Regions from separate parts of the Mus musculus genome. Here region 1 is linked to region 2. Evidence: chromatin contacts called from public HiChIP or PLAC-seq data. All regions are on one chromosome and are shown on one strand. The core of a region is the stretch at or near the end of the contact, and the rest is flanking DNA. Distances in the headings are between cores, read along the strand shown. Region 1 holds the start of 2610206C17Rik (RIKEN cDNA 2610206C17 gene). Region 2 overlaps Il16 (interleukin 16).

Evidence for each region. HiChIP or PLAC-seq counts read pairs in DNA pulled down with a chosen protein or histone mark.
Region 1: a contact with region 2 is called in an H3K27ac HiChIP or PLAC-seq map of thymic regulatory T cells, with 5 times the contacts expected there. The contact joins the promoter of 2610206C17Rik here to the enhancer-like site in region 2. A contact is called at or near these places in 4 of 39 promoter capture datasets (cranial neural crest, liver, maxillary cranial neural crest and 1 more), 3 of 484 Hi-C or Micro-C datasets (B cells, CD4 T cells and pre-B cells) and 2 of 115 datasets of contacts at active chromatin or transcription factors (regulatory T cell precursor and thymic regulatory T cells).

Annotation. Positions count from the first base shown.
Region 1 is chr7:84,685,959-84,693,025 of GRCm38.p6, reverse strand. It overlaps 2610206C17Rik (RIKEN cDNA 2610206C17 gene), which reads right to left and starts at 3,386. Exons shown (of 5, transcript NR_038175.1): 1 at 3,212-3,386. It overlaps Zfand6 (zinc finger, AN1-type domain 6), which reads left to right and starts at 3,069. Exons shown (of 7, transcript NM_001360578.1): 1 at 3,069-3,280.
Region 2 is chr7:83,654,375-83,662,027 of GRCm38.p6, reverse strand. Il16 (interleukin 16) reads left to right here. Exons shown (of 19, transcript NM_001360087.1): 12 at 743-1,230; 13 at 6,605-6,749. Among named protein-coding and RNA genes, the nearest start is that of Stard5, 26 kb to the right of the region's middle. Within about 2 kb of position 2,502, at least 149 of the 459 cell types and tissues checked have an H3K27ac peak or open chromatin away from gene starts, as enhancers often do. A contact at or near this core is called in B cells and liver, where this site is marked.

The DNA.
Region 1 (7,067 bases), core at 2,137-4,636, 1.0 Mb before region 2:
TGTTGGGCCAGATGTTGTGTCTTCCTCACCTCTGATCCTCTCTTACTTGGCTTTTAAATCACTAGTTCTTTCACATTTCTGTTAACCCTTTGTGTTTGCCTTCTTTCTGCTCTTGTCTGTGAACTCTCAAACCCATGCCTAGGGCTCATCCCTTGCTTTTCTTCACAGTCATTTTTCCATATCACTTTCATAGTTTAGCTACTATGTTCTAATGACTTAGGGATTTGACTCGTCTGTGAACCCTAGTGTCAAATATCCAACTACAACACTTACCTTTCTATTTGGATGTGTGGCAATGCCCAATGCAATGTCTACAAAAAAGAAAACCTCTGTCTTGGTCTACCTCTGAGTTGCACAAGCCAAAACCCAGTTTCACCCGATTGATCTCTCTTTCATTCCACATAGAGTGAAAATGTACCATCCTATCAGGAAACACAGTTGGCTCTACCATTAAAATGTGTCCCAAATTTGATCTCTTCCTGTGGCCACCCTTGTTGCCACCTGGGTGCAAGGCACCATTATCACTTACATGGAGTCACACAGAACCTTCCATATGGGGTCTTGCTGCTAACACTGGTGTTCTTGAGACTACTTTCAACATAGAATTATCCTTTAAAATTTATGGTGTTTCATGTTTTCTGTTTAAAACCCTGTGCTGGTCCATTTAATTTATAGTAAGAGTTTTATATTACCTCACAGGTCCACCTGATTCACAACTTCATCTTCCCAGGTCACAGGATCCACTAACTTAAGCCTTTTCTATGTTTCTGGCTTGAGAATGGTCCTTATTAATCCCTCACACTGGAATCTCCACCAAGATACTCTAACCACTTATTTTATTTAAACCTACTCTTCCCCATGGGGCCTATCCTGACTACTGTCCCTGGTCCAACAGCCTTCAAGCATCTGTTTATATAGTTACCTTCTCCATCTAGGTCACATATCACCTTATAATTCACAGCATACAGATGTTTGCTATTAGGTTTATTTGCATGCCCTCCATTAGAATTACCTCTCTAGAGGTGGAAAAATCTTTTCATCACTCACTAAACTTAGGACATAGAAAGATTAGAGATGGCTCAATGTAGTAAGTCAAAAAGTGCCTGAGCAACAATTTAAACCCTAGACGAAATTCTACATTCTTCTCATATAATTTTCCTTCCCAACGGCCAGAAACTAGTGAACCCTAAAAGAATTCCAGGCTGGAAAATGATTCCTGACACTTGCAGCATCTTTTAGCTGTCAGGATCCATCCACCCTTCCTTTTCCTTCCCTCCTCATGTCTAAGAAGTTCTTATATGTTACTAAATAAAATAACTACTCGCTTTGACCTTTTAGGCCTGCCATAATTGAACCTCAAACCGTTCCCAGTCTATCTATAGCCTTGTCTCCCCTATTACAGATCATCTTCTTGGGCAAAATCCTCTCGATGTTTTAGCCCATGTTTCTAAGTGTGTGTGTGTGTGTGTGTGTGTGTTGTTGTTGTTGTTGTTGTTGTTGTTTTGGTTTTGGTTTTGTACATAGCCTTGCCTGTCTGGAAACTCACTATGTAGATCAGATGGGCCTTGAACTCACAGAGATCAACCTGCCTCTGCCTCCCTAGTATTGAGTTTAAAGGTGTGAGTCTCCACACCTGGCTTTAAAGATTTATTTTCAAGTGTATGAGTGTTTTGACAGTTGTGAGCCACCACGCAGATGCTGGGAACCCAACCTAAGACCACTACAAGAGCAGTAAGTGCTCTTAACTGCTGAATCATTACTCCAACCTTAAATATAAATTTTGAATGGGTTGAATGTGCCTCAAAAACACCCTTAGGCCCTGGGTAGGGACCTTCTGTTCTGCTCTGGTTTCGAACAGCAGGCTTAGCTTTATTTTATTTGGCCCTGGGTTTCACTACTTAGCTCTGGTCACCCTGGAACTTGCTATATCCACCAGGCTGACCTAGTACTCACAGAGGTATATTTTTCTTTGCCTCTCCATGCTGAAAGTATAAAGGCCTGGGCCACGGTGGCTGGCCAGGCTTAGCTTTGGTGATTTATTTTAGAATATCCTGCCCCAGAAACTTGTCTGTCACCTCACAAGAGCATTGTGTGTTTCTCCCAAGCCCTCTTCAGGAACACTTCCTTTCGTTTTCCATGAAGTCATAAGAATTTTTCAAATGCCACCTTTTCTTCAAAGAATTCTACCTGACCTCCACCATGTCCTCTATTCTGTCTCCTCCTTATTCTACAGGATTACAGAAAGCAGCCCAAACCACACATGGTTAGCCGTATCTCAACCTTGTGACCATGAGCCCCTATTACTGTAAAAATAGGGCAGAAATTTCAGGGAAATAGGTAAAGAGAGCACAGTGACAAAGATAAACATTGTAAAACACCAAAAGGCACAACCCCAAGACTAACAAAATAACATAATTTCAAATAAAGACAGGACTCTAGGCAATCCTGTTTGGGCTGGGGAAATCTCAGGAGAGCTGTCCCCCACTTCTCCCGCACAACCTGTGCAGGGCTGCTGGACTAGAATCTACCGCTTCCGCGAGAAGGTCCAGGGGGCTTCCCGAGTCCAGGCGTGTAGGTGTGTATTACACAAGCGAGCACACACGCCTCAGGTCTCGCTCTCTGTAAATCGTGGTTCAGGACAGGGCAGAGTTCAGACCTGGCACTTTGGGCTGGCCCTCCTGGTCTTCTAGGGGCCTGGGCAACAGAATCTCAATCTATGTCGTCTCTCAAACTACGCAGGTGGAACACCAGCTCTAGACAAGGGTAGTCTATCCCTGGGAGGATGCAGAGCCCGGAGCTACGTCATCAGACACCCCATCCCCTCGCCGTCCCCCAAGTCTGCACCAGAGCCCTCTTGCTCCTGAGGCAACATCAAAAAGCTAACCTAGCCCGCTGACCTGGCCGAGGCAGGGGCGTGGCCGAGAGAAAAGCAGCGCCTCTGTGCCACGCCCCTCAAATGCCTTGACCAATAATAGCACTCTCCGAGATCCGGCCCCGCCCCCACGCCGCCTCCGGCCCGCGGCCCCGCCCGGGCCGGTCATAATTAGGCAGCGGGCTGGGACTGCCGCGTCAGCGCGCGTTGAGAGCCAATCGCGGGCGCTCCCTTGAGGCCGCGTCACAGGCCGAGCAGCCAAACAGAAAAGTTTAATAAACAGCGGACGGAGGGCCGGCGGCGGCGGGCCGGGAGCGAGTGGGGGTTTGGCGGCCTCACCTGTCCTCACTCTCAGCGGCGGCGAGAGGCGGCGGCGGCAGCGCGTCCGGCGGAGAGGGCCGCCGCCAGGTGAGGAGTGCGGGCAGCGGTGGGCGCAGCCTCCGGGCGGCCTGGGAGCCGGAAGCGGCGGGCGGCGCAGCAGGTGGCCTCGCAGTGGCGAGCGGAGGGCGCGGTCCCGGTGGGGCGCGGTCCCGGGCTCCCCGGGCGCGCGCTGAGCTCGGGGTCGGGGTGGGCGCGCCTGGGGCCAGTCCGGAGCAGCTGCCGCACGCCGGGCAGCGTCCTCACGTCCCTTTGGTAGGCTGAGGCTAGAGAAGGCTCAGAGGGAGTCTCCGGGATTCCAAGCTCTCTGCTCCTCTGAGAGCGTTTTCAAGTTTCTCACTGTTGGATGCGTAAACAAGCTACACGGAGTGTGGCGTCTGAAGTCAATCTAACTCTATCAGAACTCAGTGATTTGCCATCATCATCCAGAATTGTCAGGCGTTTGTGGGAACTGGGGCCTTGGGGTCACCTCCAAGCCGTGCATGCTAACTAGCTTGGTAGTCAGCACCTAGTGGTTCCGAAAACCGAAATTAAACGTCACTTTCAAACTATATTCGAAATTTATCCTTTTCCTAATTAAAATGCCACGTAGGCTTTTGAGATTATTTATGAAGTATTTTATGGCAATTGCTGTTTTATGTATTATTTCCAGGCCTGCGGGGACAATTTTTTGGTAAACCATGAACATTTAAATGGAGAAAAGACATTGTCTTAATTTTTCCTTTTTCCTTTTTTTTTTTTTTTTTTTAACATTTAAAAAACACGTAAGCCGGGCGTGGTGGCGCACGCCTTTAATCCCAGCACTTGGGAGGCAGAGGCAGGCGGATTCCAGCCTGTTCTACACAGTGAGTTCCAGGACAGCCAGGGCTACACAGAGAAACCCTGTCTCGGGGTGGGGGTGGGGTGGGGCGGGGAGACAAACATGTAAGAGGGGTAATAGGCACAGATAGGAAAATTTCAGGCTTGATTGCTGTTTTGACTGCAGCCATACTTTCCTGTGTTAATGTCAAAACTCACAATATGAGTTATATCACAAAGTTTTTAAAGTAATGGTCAGTCCTGGGAGAATACACAACACAATGTACTATAAAGAGAGAAAACATAAACTTTCAGACTCCTCACTCCAGAGCCAGAACTAGAACATTACTCAAACTTGTATGTGTTCACGAGTTTCTTATCTGGCCTAACCCAGTTTACTGTTTCTTACTGAGGTAAATAAACATTCTAGACTCGGTGGATTTGCTCATTCTCTAGCCTTTTAAAAATTAGTTTTGTCACACACTAATCTCTTCAAACAGTGTCACTTTAGGTTCCTTGCCCTTTGAACTTTGGACAGATAGTGTATGGTTGTGGTTCATCCATTTCATTGTTTCTTAATGCTGTGTTCCTCCCTTCACCCCAGTGTTTCGATGGTGTTTCTTGTTTTGCTTCTAACAAGTGTACTCTGGGAACTTTTCTTCTTGCAGCTGTTGTTGCCCAAGTTGCCTGTCGAAAAGTAAATACTGTAGATCGTGGTAGAAAGTTGTAGGCAATCAGTAATAAAATAGAGATGAAAACGTTACGATTCTGCTTCCTTCCTTTAATCAGGAAGACTCACTGTTCTTGTGACTGGTTCCTAGTTGCTATGTTTGCATGAGGAACTAAGATTTCTGTTAATCTCTACACCGAATCCCTTCAAACCGGCTGTGGAAAGTTTGGCACCCTTTGGTACTTCTCAGGGCAAAACCAGCAAGTGGGAGAAAACTCCATGTTTTGTGAAGCCACCCTGTCTGTTCTCCACCACTCCTCCCCTCCCTGCAGTCTCTGGCAGGTTATTGAGGAGTCTTCTTTGCCTTAAAACCGTCCGTCTTGCAAAAGAAACTTGGAGTAAGCTTTGTCTGCCTAGTTGGCACAGGCTTTGTTGGAGGGAGAGTGTCAGAGAGCAGATCCTTTAAGGGAAACATTAGGACCCACGTGACCCTCCGCCACTTTTGAGAAGACTATGTGAGTGTACTAAGTTTTTCAAGACTTGTCAACCACACATTGAAGTATTTTTTAGGTTTAAGAATGTCCTAGGGTTTGCTCTAGACAAATGTCTTTAATTTTTTAATTTTGCTCCTTTGTGTGTGTGTGTGTGTGTGTGTGTGTGTGTGTGTGCGCGCATGTGTGTGTATGCTTTGAATAACTTGTTGAAGGCATGAGAGAGGAGCTTTTTAATTTTTTTAGATAGGGTCTCACTATAAAGCCTAGAACTCTCTATATAGACTAGGCTGGCCTGGAACTCATAGAGATTCCCCCAGTCAACTGTCTCCAGTGATAGGATTAAAGGCGTGTGCCACCACATCTGGCTAGGGGGCATTTTTTTGATGTTTGTAGCTTGCAGATGTTTTGTTTTTATAGTGTAGTTGCTTCTGCTTTTAAAACTTAGTTCTATATTTTACTACAAATCACACTGACAGAGAGTTTGGGGATTTCTCCCACATTTTGAAGATGTGTAGGAACACAAGTACTTCCACAGATAAGCATTGTTAATTAACATTTTGTCAAGCATACCTGTGGTCTTCCTGTGTATTTTGTATCTCCTAAGCTACTACATGTTTCTTTAGGATTCAGTCTTGGTACCGATGCTGAGTCAATGCACATGAACATTCATTTTAAAGTCTTTATAAGCATTTCAAATTTTTTCTTAAAATTTTTATCAAAGTGTGTAGGGTGTGTGTGTGTGTGTGTCTTGTTTATGCCACTGTAGTCCCAGCTACTCCAGAGACTGAGGCAGGATAGTGTGAGTCTAGGTGTTCTAAGGGTTCTAAATGTGGATAGGCTGGCTCCACTTTCAAAACTTACTCCAAATGTAATGTCCCCACTCCTTTGTTTTATAGAAGATGATAATCGTACTCATCTAATTGTTACCCTTCCTTCAGGTTTTGCTCCCTATAGTCTGTGCTGGTTGCTCTAGTGTCTAGAAGATGTTTGTGTGTGTGTGTGTGTGTGTGTGTGTGTGTGTGTTCTCTCTCTCTCTCTCTCTCTGGGTGTGTGGGTGTGTATGTATGTGATATGATGTAAAGTGAAGTGAAATGTGTGTATGTAGAGGTCAGAACAACTTTGTAGTTTCTTCTATGTTTACATGGGTTCTTGGGATCAAACTCAGGTCTCAGGCTTGCCCAGCAAGAACTTTTACCCACTTAAGCCATCTTGCCAGCCCTGAATGTGTTTATAGATATGATAGTCCTAGGCTCAAAGTCCTTCAGTGACTTTTCGATCCATGAGATAAAATTCAGACACAGTTTTACTGTGGTTTATATAACCTACACTGGTTGTGCCAATAGAAATGAATGCAAATTGCAAATCTGAGCCATGTTAATTTAAAATTTTCTCGTGGCCCTAGGACAAGAGAAAGGCAGTGAAATATATTTTGATTTAACCTAAGATGCAGTACTTTGAATATGCGGTGAATGTGAGAGATTATTTGTGGGCTATTTTGCACTTCTGGAGCTGATGTGTACCATCTACCTGCAGCGTGTCCTAGTTCAGATTGGCCATGATTCAGTGTTTATACTTGTAAGATCTTTTTTATTGTGCCTTTTATCTGTCTAGGATAGCAGTCTTTTACTCTGTATTGCAAATATTTTTTCTGGCTCTTCATTTCCCTTGTATTTGCTTATAGGCCTTCCTCCTTTCTCCTCTCTCCTAACCCCTGTTTACTTCATTGAATTTTTAAAATATCTTGGTTATTACTTTTACATTTTTATTTCATCTGAAAAGTAAGAGTGTGTGTGTGTGTGTGTGTGTGTTTGTGTGTGTACATGGAGTGAACACTGGTTTCTTGAGGGTGGGGAGG
Region 2 (7,653 bases), core at 1,253-3,752:
TTAGAGATGTGCCAATGCCACTGTTCAGGAAACCATGGGTGTGGAGTAAGAAAGGAAGGGAGGCAGGCGGGCTGCATCTGCCCCTCTTTTGTTGGAAGATGGTACCCCTTCAGGTGTAAGGTTCAAAGCACCTCCAAATGTTTTCTTTCTTTGCTCTTGAACTTCAAAGAGAGCTTAGCAGGTAGAACTGCAGCTCCTTTCACACAAGCAGAAGTGGAGTGTTAGGCTCATCCCAGATAGCGCGTAGCACATAAGATATAATTTAGATTTCCTTGGGATCTGCTCCTATAGAGGGAGTTTAATAGAGGAGTAGAGTTTGGTGGAACTGAGATCAGACAGTGCTGGGGCTCTGCAGCTAGCATGATCTACTCAAGTCAGAATGAGTTGGCAGGAATGGGTAGATCTGTATAAACTGCCCTCACCTCCACCAGACCCTGAAACTAAAATCCCTCCCACATTGGCATGGTAGCTCACCAGTCTTCCCACAATTGGGGCACTGAGCTCTTGCATGAATAGTAATGCTGTGTGGTATGAGTGGTGTGTCCCTGTGGCTGTCACATGCAGGCTCAGAAAGGTTGAATGATGCTCTTAACTCAACGTTAGAAAACTCATCGGAGTCTGAACCCAAGGCTACCCAGGCTACGAGTCTTCTACTAGAGCAGTTGGATGCACAGGGTGCTGCCTGTGGTCCACCTGGTCTTTTGAGGCTCAGTTTGAATGTTTCCTTGTGCTTACCATGCAGGTGTCAAAAGGCTGGAGAGCAGCTGGCATGGGCGGCCTACCTTGGAGAAAGAACGTGAGAAGCACTCAGCGCCCCCACATCGAAGGGCCCAGAAGATCATGGTCCGATCCAGCAGTGACAGCAGCTACATGTCTGGGTCACCAGGGGGAAGTCCCTGCAGTGCAGGTGCGGAGCCACAGCCTTCTGAGAGGGAAGGCAGCACACACAGTCCCAGCCTGTCCCCAGGGGAGGAGCAAGAGCCGTGCCCAGGGGTCCCATCCAGGCCTCAGCAGGAGAGCCCACCCCTTCCTGAGAGCTTGGAAAGAGAGAGCCACCCACCACTGAGACTGAAGAAATCTTTTGAGATTTTGGTGAGAAAGCCGACATCCTCCAAACCCAAGCCTCCACCCAGAAAATACTTTAAAAATGACAGCGAGCCTCAGAAGAAACTGGAGGAGAAAGAGAAGGTCACAGACCCTTCTGGGCACACCTTGCCCACCTGCAGCCAGGTAGGAGGGTGTGCTCAGTGGGACGTGTGTCCCCTGCAACATGCAAAGCTGCTGCCCTTGAGCATTAGAAATGTCTGCAGGCTTCCTGTACTCTGGCATAGAGAAGCACTCTCTTTAAGCTCACTGTGCAGAGACATATGAAGCTTCGCAGAACCAAACCGGAAGTTCCGGGCCTGCCAACTGTTGGCAGTAACACTCGCGGGTCACATGGCTCACGCGCTGGTGTATCAGCAGCAGGGTTACTTTGTGGTGGGGAGGCTGAGTCCAGGAATCTGAGATGCTCTGCTAACCACAAGTAGTCACCCCAATAGCTAAAGCAGAGGGAGAATGATTGCTTGTGGGAGTACAAGATGTTCGCGAGAAATTAACTTTGCCTTCTGGAGGTGGGGAGACTCGGAAACCATCCTCTCTAAGTCTAGGTGTCCTTAGCTGCTACTTTGGGCTTTTTGAGTGGCTCCCTCTACAGGCTGTTGTGAGACTTAGATCTTCCCTTCCGTATATTGAAGACTCCAGCACCATAACTTCTCTTGGAGCTTCTTCCTCTAGCTTTACACCCAAAGGATGGTAGGTAGACAGGAAGGCAGCTGCTGAAACTTGAGCCCTTTCAACAAAGGACACTGTTTTAGGGTTTCTATTACTGTGAAGAGCCACCAAGACCATGGCAACTCTTATAAAGGACGTTTAATTGGACTTACAATTTCAGAGGTTTAATCTATTACTGTCATTGTGGAAAACATGACATCAGGTAGGCAGACATGGTTCTGGAGGGGCTTTGTTTTACATCTTGATCTACAGGCAGAAGGAGACTGCCACACTGGGCATAGCTTGAGCATATAAGACCTCAAAGCCCGCCTCCACAGTGACATACTTCCTCCAACAAAGCCACAACTACTCTAACAAAGCCACACTCCCTACTAGTGCCAGTGCCTATTGGCCAAGCACTTAAACACACAACTCTATGAGGGCTGTCCCTACTCAAACCACCATAGGCATTATGCTAGATATGTTCACGCACGTTGTTTTAGTTCATCCTTCCCCGGGTCTGAGGGTGAGATTCCCAGTTTCACAGAAGAAGAACTTACTTAAGTTTGTGTTGCTGAGGCGTGCAGTGAAGGCTGCTAGGGGTGAAGTAAGGCCTCTGGAAATCCCCTAGAAGAAAGCAGGAGATTTGTCAAACTGCCCATTGACAAGCTTCAGTGAGGTGGATGGGGAAGGAAATTCTTGAGTTCCTTGGTGAAGACACAGTGAAGGAGGAGCTGTGTTACCAAACAGGAAGTACAGACTTTCAGGCAGCTGAACGTGCCGGGCTGACTAGCAACCAGAGAGGGCGGGGTATCCTGTGAATGTGTTTCCCTGACTCCCCCTTCAGCAAACACTTCATTTGGATCTGAGGCAGAATCTAGAAGGCAAACCAGAAGGAAATGTTGAAAGGGTAGACATTTTGCTTTCCTCCTGCAGACCCAGGAAAGGAGAACAGGTGCCTTGATGAATCTCTTTGGCTTCCTGATTGGGTGGGGCCACATGTCGGGCAAGGAGCATTGCCAAGTAAGACAGCCAGGGGAGGAAGCAGGTGTTCTGTAGGGAAGGCCAGGCAAGGAGCCAAGGTATTTAAGACAGCACACAGACAAATATAAACACATGTATGTGCGAGCATGTGCACTCTCTCTCTCTCTCTCTCTCTCTCTCTCTCTCTCTCTCTCTCTCTCTCTCTCTCTCTCTATCTCTCTCTCTGATTTCTCTGTTCAGCATCCCACATCTTGAGCAATCTGCCCTGCCTTTGGCTTCCTTCCCTGTTCACACCAGCAATATGGTCCACACTAACACAAAGGCCGTTCTGTGGCTGCTCTTTTGTCCTCTCTGCATCATCCCACATGGCCAGTAGACCCTTCTGTAACTTATTCACTCAACCAACAGAGCATTGTTGTGCTGGCAGAGAGATCACAAAGACAGGCTTCTAGTCTGACAGAAAACAGGAAGCAGTTGACCTTCTACACCATTCTTAACAGCCTTGGCCACTCCCAGACCTTTCTCAATGGATCTTATTGCCTGTGATTCCATTTTCAACCCTTCTTCTCTCTCCCTTTTCTCCCTCTTCCCTTCTTTTTTCCTACCTTCTTCTCTTGTTTCTGTCTGTAGTCTTTTCTCTCTAGGGTCCTAAGACCCTTCTCAAGCAGATATGTACGACAGGTTACATTTAATGTAACTGAAGGTAACCCAATTTCCTGTACCCAAATGACCTTCAAGATACTTCCCATGAACCTGGAGAGATGACTCAGGATCACTGGCTGCTCTTCTAAAAGATCCAAGCTCCATTCCCGCACTTACACGGAGGCTAGTAATCACCGGTAACTCCAGTTCCTGTGGATCTGATGCCCAATCCGGCCTCTGTGGGAGCTCTGTGGGCACCCACACTGTCTTAAAATACCACTCACATTTAAGAAAATGATTTTGTATTCTCTGATTAGTCCCCATCTCTCATCCTCTTGCCTTACCTCCTCCCTCTCCCCTCATTCACCAAGTGCTGAGCCAGGGAACATTTGCCTGAATAAATTTTGTGTAGAAATCAAATTAAGTTTGGGATTAATTTAAAAGACCTTTTCCAAAGATAATGCAACGTAAGAGGTGTTGATTAAAAGGTAAAATGTGGGTTCTGAGAAGACAACTAATCAATAAAGGAGCTCCAGAGAACCATAAGGTCCTGGCCCAGTCCAAGAACCCACATCAAAAACAACATCACAAGACCAACATGGAAAGGCAGAGGCAGGCAAATCCCTGGGGCTGGTAGCCAGCCAGCTTTGCCTATTTGGGGCACTCTGAACCAGCGAGTGACCATCTCAAAACACAGGTATGTAGTTTCTGAGGAACAACACCTGAAGTCCCTTTGGCCTCTACACCCATATACTCACAGGAACAAGGACACATACATACAAGTACACATGAGGAAGAAAAAGGAGAGAAAAAGGAAGAGAAGAGAAGAGGAGAGGAGAGGAGAAGAGAAGAGAAGAGAAGAGAAGAGAAGAGAAGAGAAGAGAAGAAAGGGATAGCCACAAAATGGAATATTTCTCTGCTCTAAAGAAAAGTTAAATAAAAAAAATCAGAAAAAAAGTTTTTTCAGGAAAACAGATGACATAGAATGTATACTATTAACCCAAGCCATAGAGTCTCAGAAGTAAAGCACATGTTTATATGAGAGCATGTTGGATTTAGCCAATACTATATATACACATGTAAACAAATGTGTTGATATATCACACAAAGACAGAAAGAGGAAAGCTGAGTATAAGGGACAAGGAAGGATTGGATGCAGGTGGTGAGAACAAGTTGGAAAGGGGATGGAAAGTTGTAGTGATCATGTGATCGTGGATTTTTCTGCTTTGAGTGGCAAATAAGTACATACATTATATCTGACCCTGGAAATGTAAAATTTAATATGAAGCTTCACGGCTTTCATTTCAAAGCCCAATTCGAATTGTATATAAGTTGTATAGCCTTTGAGTCTGGTTAATTCTAGAGTGTGATTTTTTTTTTATTTCTTTGTAAGTTTTTTAAAATAAAAAACAAAACAAAGCAAAGTTCATTTAAAAAAAGAAAAGTGAGACAGACACACAGATATTGCTTTAGTTACTTTTCTATTATTGTAAAGAGACACCACAATCAAGGCAGCTTATAGAGAACAAAGAGCTTATTAGGCTTACAATTACAAAGGGTCAGAGTCCATGACCATAATGGCGAGGAGAATGTCAGTAGGCAGGCCTGGTGCTGGAACAGTAGCTGAGAGCTTACATGTTGAGACAACAATGCAGTAGAGGAGGGTGGATTGGAATGGTGTGGGCTTTTTAAACCTCAAAGCCCACCTCCAGTGATATACTTCCTCTAACAAGGCCACACCTCCTAATCCTTCCTAAACAACTGCACCAACTGGGGAACAAGAATTCAAATATATGAGCCTTGGAGGCCATTCTCAATCAAACCACCACAGACATACACTAAGGTCTTTTCTAAGATGGTTTGATGGCATTGGATATGCTTCTCTGTAAAATCATCCAACAATCTGTAGATATGGATGGCAGTCACCTCACAGAGGTGACTCCCGAATGCGCAGGACTTGAGAGCCACCCCAGCACAGTAAAATATTTCTCTTCCACACATGAATACATCAGAAGCATCACCTGAATGGGGCCCTGGCTTTGCCTTTTCTTCTAGAGGACACTATGCTTGCTGTCATGCATGGTTGCCTAGGGAAGTCTCAGCTTTGCTCTAGAACCAGATGCCAAGCATTTCTCTAGCAAGTCTTCTGTGCTACTGAGGTTCAATTTGCCCTCTGCTGACTCTGGACCTCTTGGTCCTGAAGCTCACTCTGGCTTTGTGGTAACTCTACCTAAATAGTAGGTGGATACTTGGTATCTGATCCAGCTCCTCATAGGGCTGTTTTAAGGAGAATTTCGAGACAGCAGCCCTCCTCATAGAGAAAGAAACTTCAATAAGTGTATGGTGTCACCCTAGGTGCTGCAGAGGGAAGCCCGAAGTTGGGTGCTGACTTGGCACTAAGCTTGAGAATCTCAGAGTGGAGCTCAGTTGGTAGAATGGTTTTTTTCTAGTAGAACAGAAGCCTGGATTTGACTTCCAACACTATATAAAACAATATGGTGGCACATGGCTTGAATCCATGCCCCTGGGATATTCTTAACTACACAGATAGCTTGAAGCTAATTTCGGATACCTAAGACCTTGCCTCAAACAAAATCAAAATTGGGGCTGGCAGGAAGGCTCAGTGGGTAATAGAGCTGTTGCTAAGCTTGATGATCTGAGGTCAGTCCTCATGTGGTGGAGGGAAAGGAGTGATTCCTACACATTGTCCTCTGATACTTAGGTTTGTGCTGTAAATACAATAACTAAACAAATGAAGAATGCTATTTAAAGAACTTAAAACCAGTGAGGTACGCAATGGATGTGCTTTTCTTCTGAGTGGGCTTAGGTCTTAACTTAGGCAACATTAGAAGACAGTTCCCTTGGCCCCTGTGTGTACCTCCTGGGGTCAGATAGTTTCCCCACATGCCATTTTAAGCAAAGTTGTGCTGGCACATTTGTTATCCCCAGCTCTTGTGCCCATCACAGACAGCCGGTAACTTTCCGTGTCTATGATGCATGGTGCACAACAGGTCATTGGAAGCCAAGGGAAACCTGGAACATCTAAGAGGGACTAGCTGTACAGCAACATCCCAGGAGGGAAGAGACCCCTTTCTCATGACTGCTGGGAATTTCCCGCTAAAGGTGTCTCAATACTCACTTTCAAGTCCTAATCAAAGAGTGCCTTGCCTTCTCACAGCTGTAGACTACCGTTTTGACACAGTCTGGCTTCCTGTTTACACCACAGGAAACCAGAGAGCTGCTGCCACTGTTGCTACAGGAAGACACTGCAGGGAGAGCCCCCTGCACCGCTGCCTGCTGCCCAGGACCTGCAGCCAGCACGCAGACTTCATCCTCCACAGAAGGAGAGTCAAGGAGGAGTGCCAGCCCAGGTGAGCCTCCGTAAGGATCTTCCAGAAAGAAAATCTTTCTGGAGAAAGTTCTATGGATCAAGTAGGTGCTAGAGTTTGGTCTGAGGTCAGTGTTTTGCATGGACACAGTGGACACAGCCTGTGACTGGGGTTGGTGGACAGTGAGGTGTCCTGGGTGCAGGGGCAAGAGGATAGTGGAAGTGTTCATTAGAGTGATAGATGTGCTTCCTGGTTGAAGCAGTGATTCTGGGGTGGTGGTGGTGGTGCTGGTGGTGGGAATGCAAGCAATTCCTGAGGGTCTACATGGACAGATGCCCAAAAGTTTCAATAGTCCAGCTACCTTGAGCAACTGCTTTAAATGGGTGTCAGTAAGACAACACACTTCATGCACTATGCTCAAATCTGAGAGTGCAGCATGGGAAAAGCCGGAGCAGTGGTCACCATGGCGAGGAGGTGGATAGCAAGGGTAGTTCCAAGTGGTACTTCAGTAAATACAACATGGTATCTTGGTTATTTAGCAGCTTACTAGAAAGAACAGAGGATCCCGGGTTCACCCATCGTTAATTGTGATTCTGGGCAATCAGCTTTGCCTTTGTCAGCTCATTCACTAGTGAGCAAATATTTAAGACCACATAGAATCCTAATATGTGATTTACTGCTGCTAGCACATGGTGAATGTTAGGTAGGTGAGGCTGTGCTTGCTGCCAGGGATGAAGGAGGAAGGAGTGCCACAGACCCGTTCCTGACCTAAGGAGCTCCCAGTGTCGCAAAAGAGTAAATAGGGAGGCTACTAACCATATTCCCCATGCATGGTAAGGCCTCTGGAGAGTTAAGGGCACTATGAATGAATGATCTAGACTTCTCACCCAGAGAGGTGCCCCACCAAGGGAGACTCCACCTGACCACCCTCCCTTCTCTTAGTCAT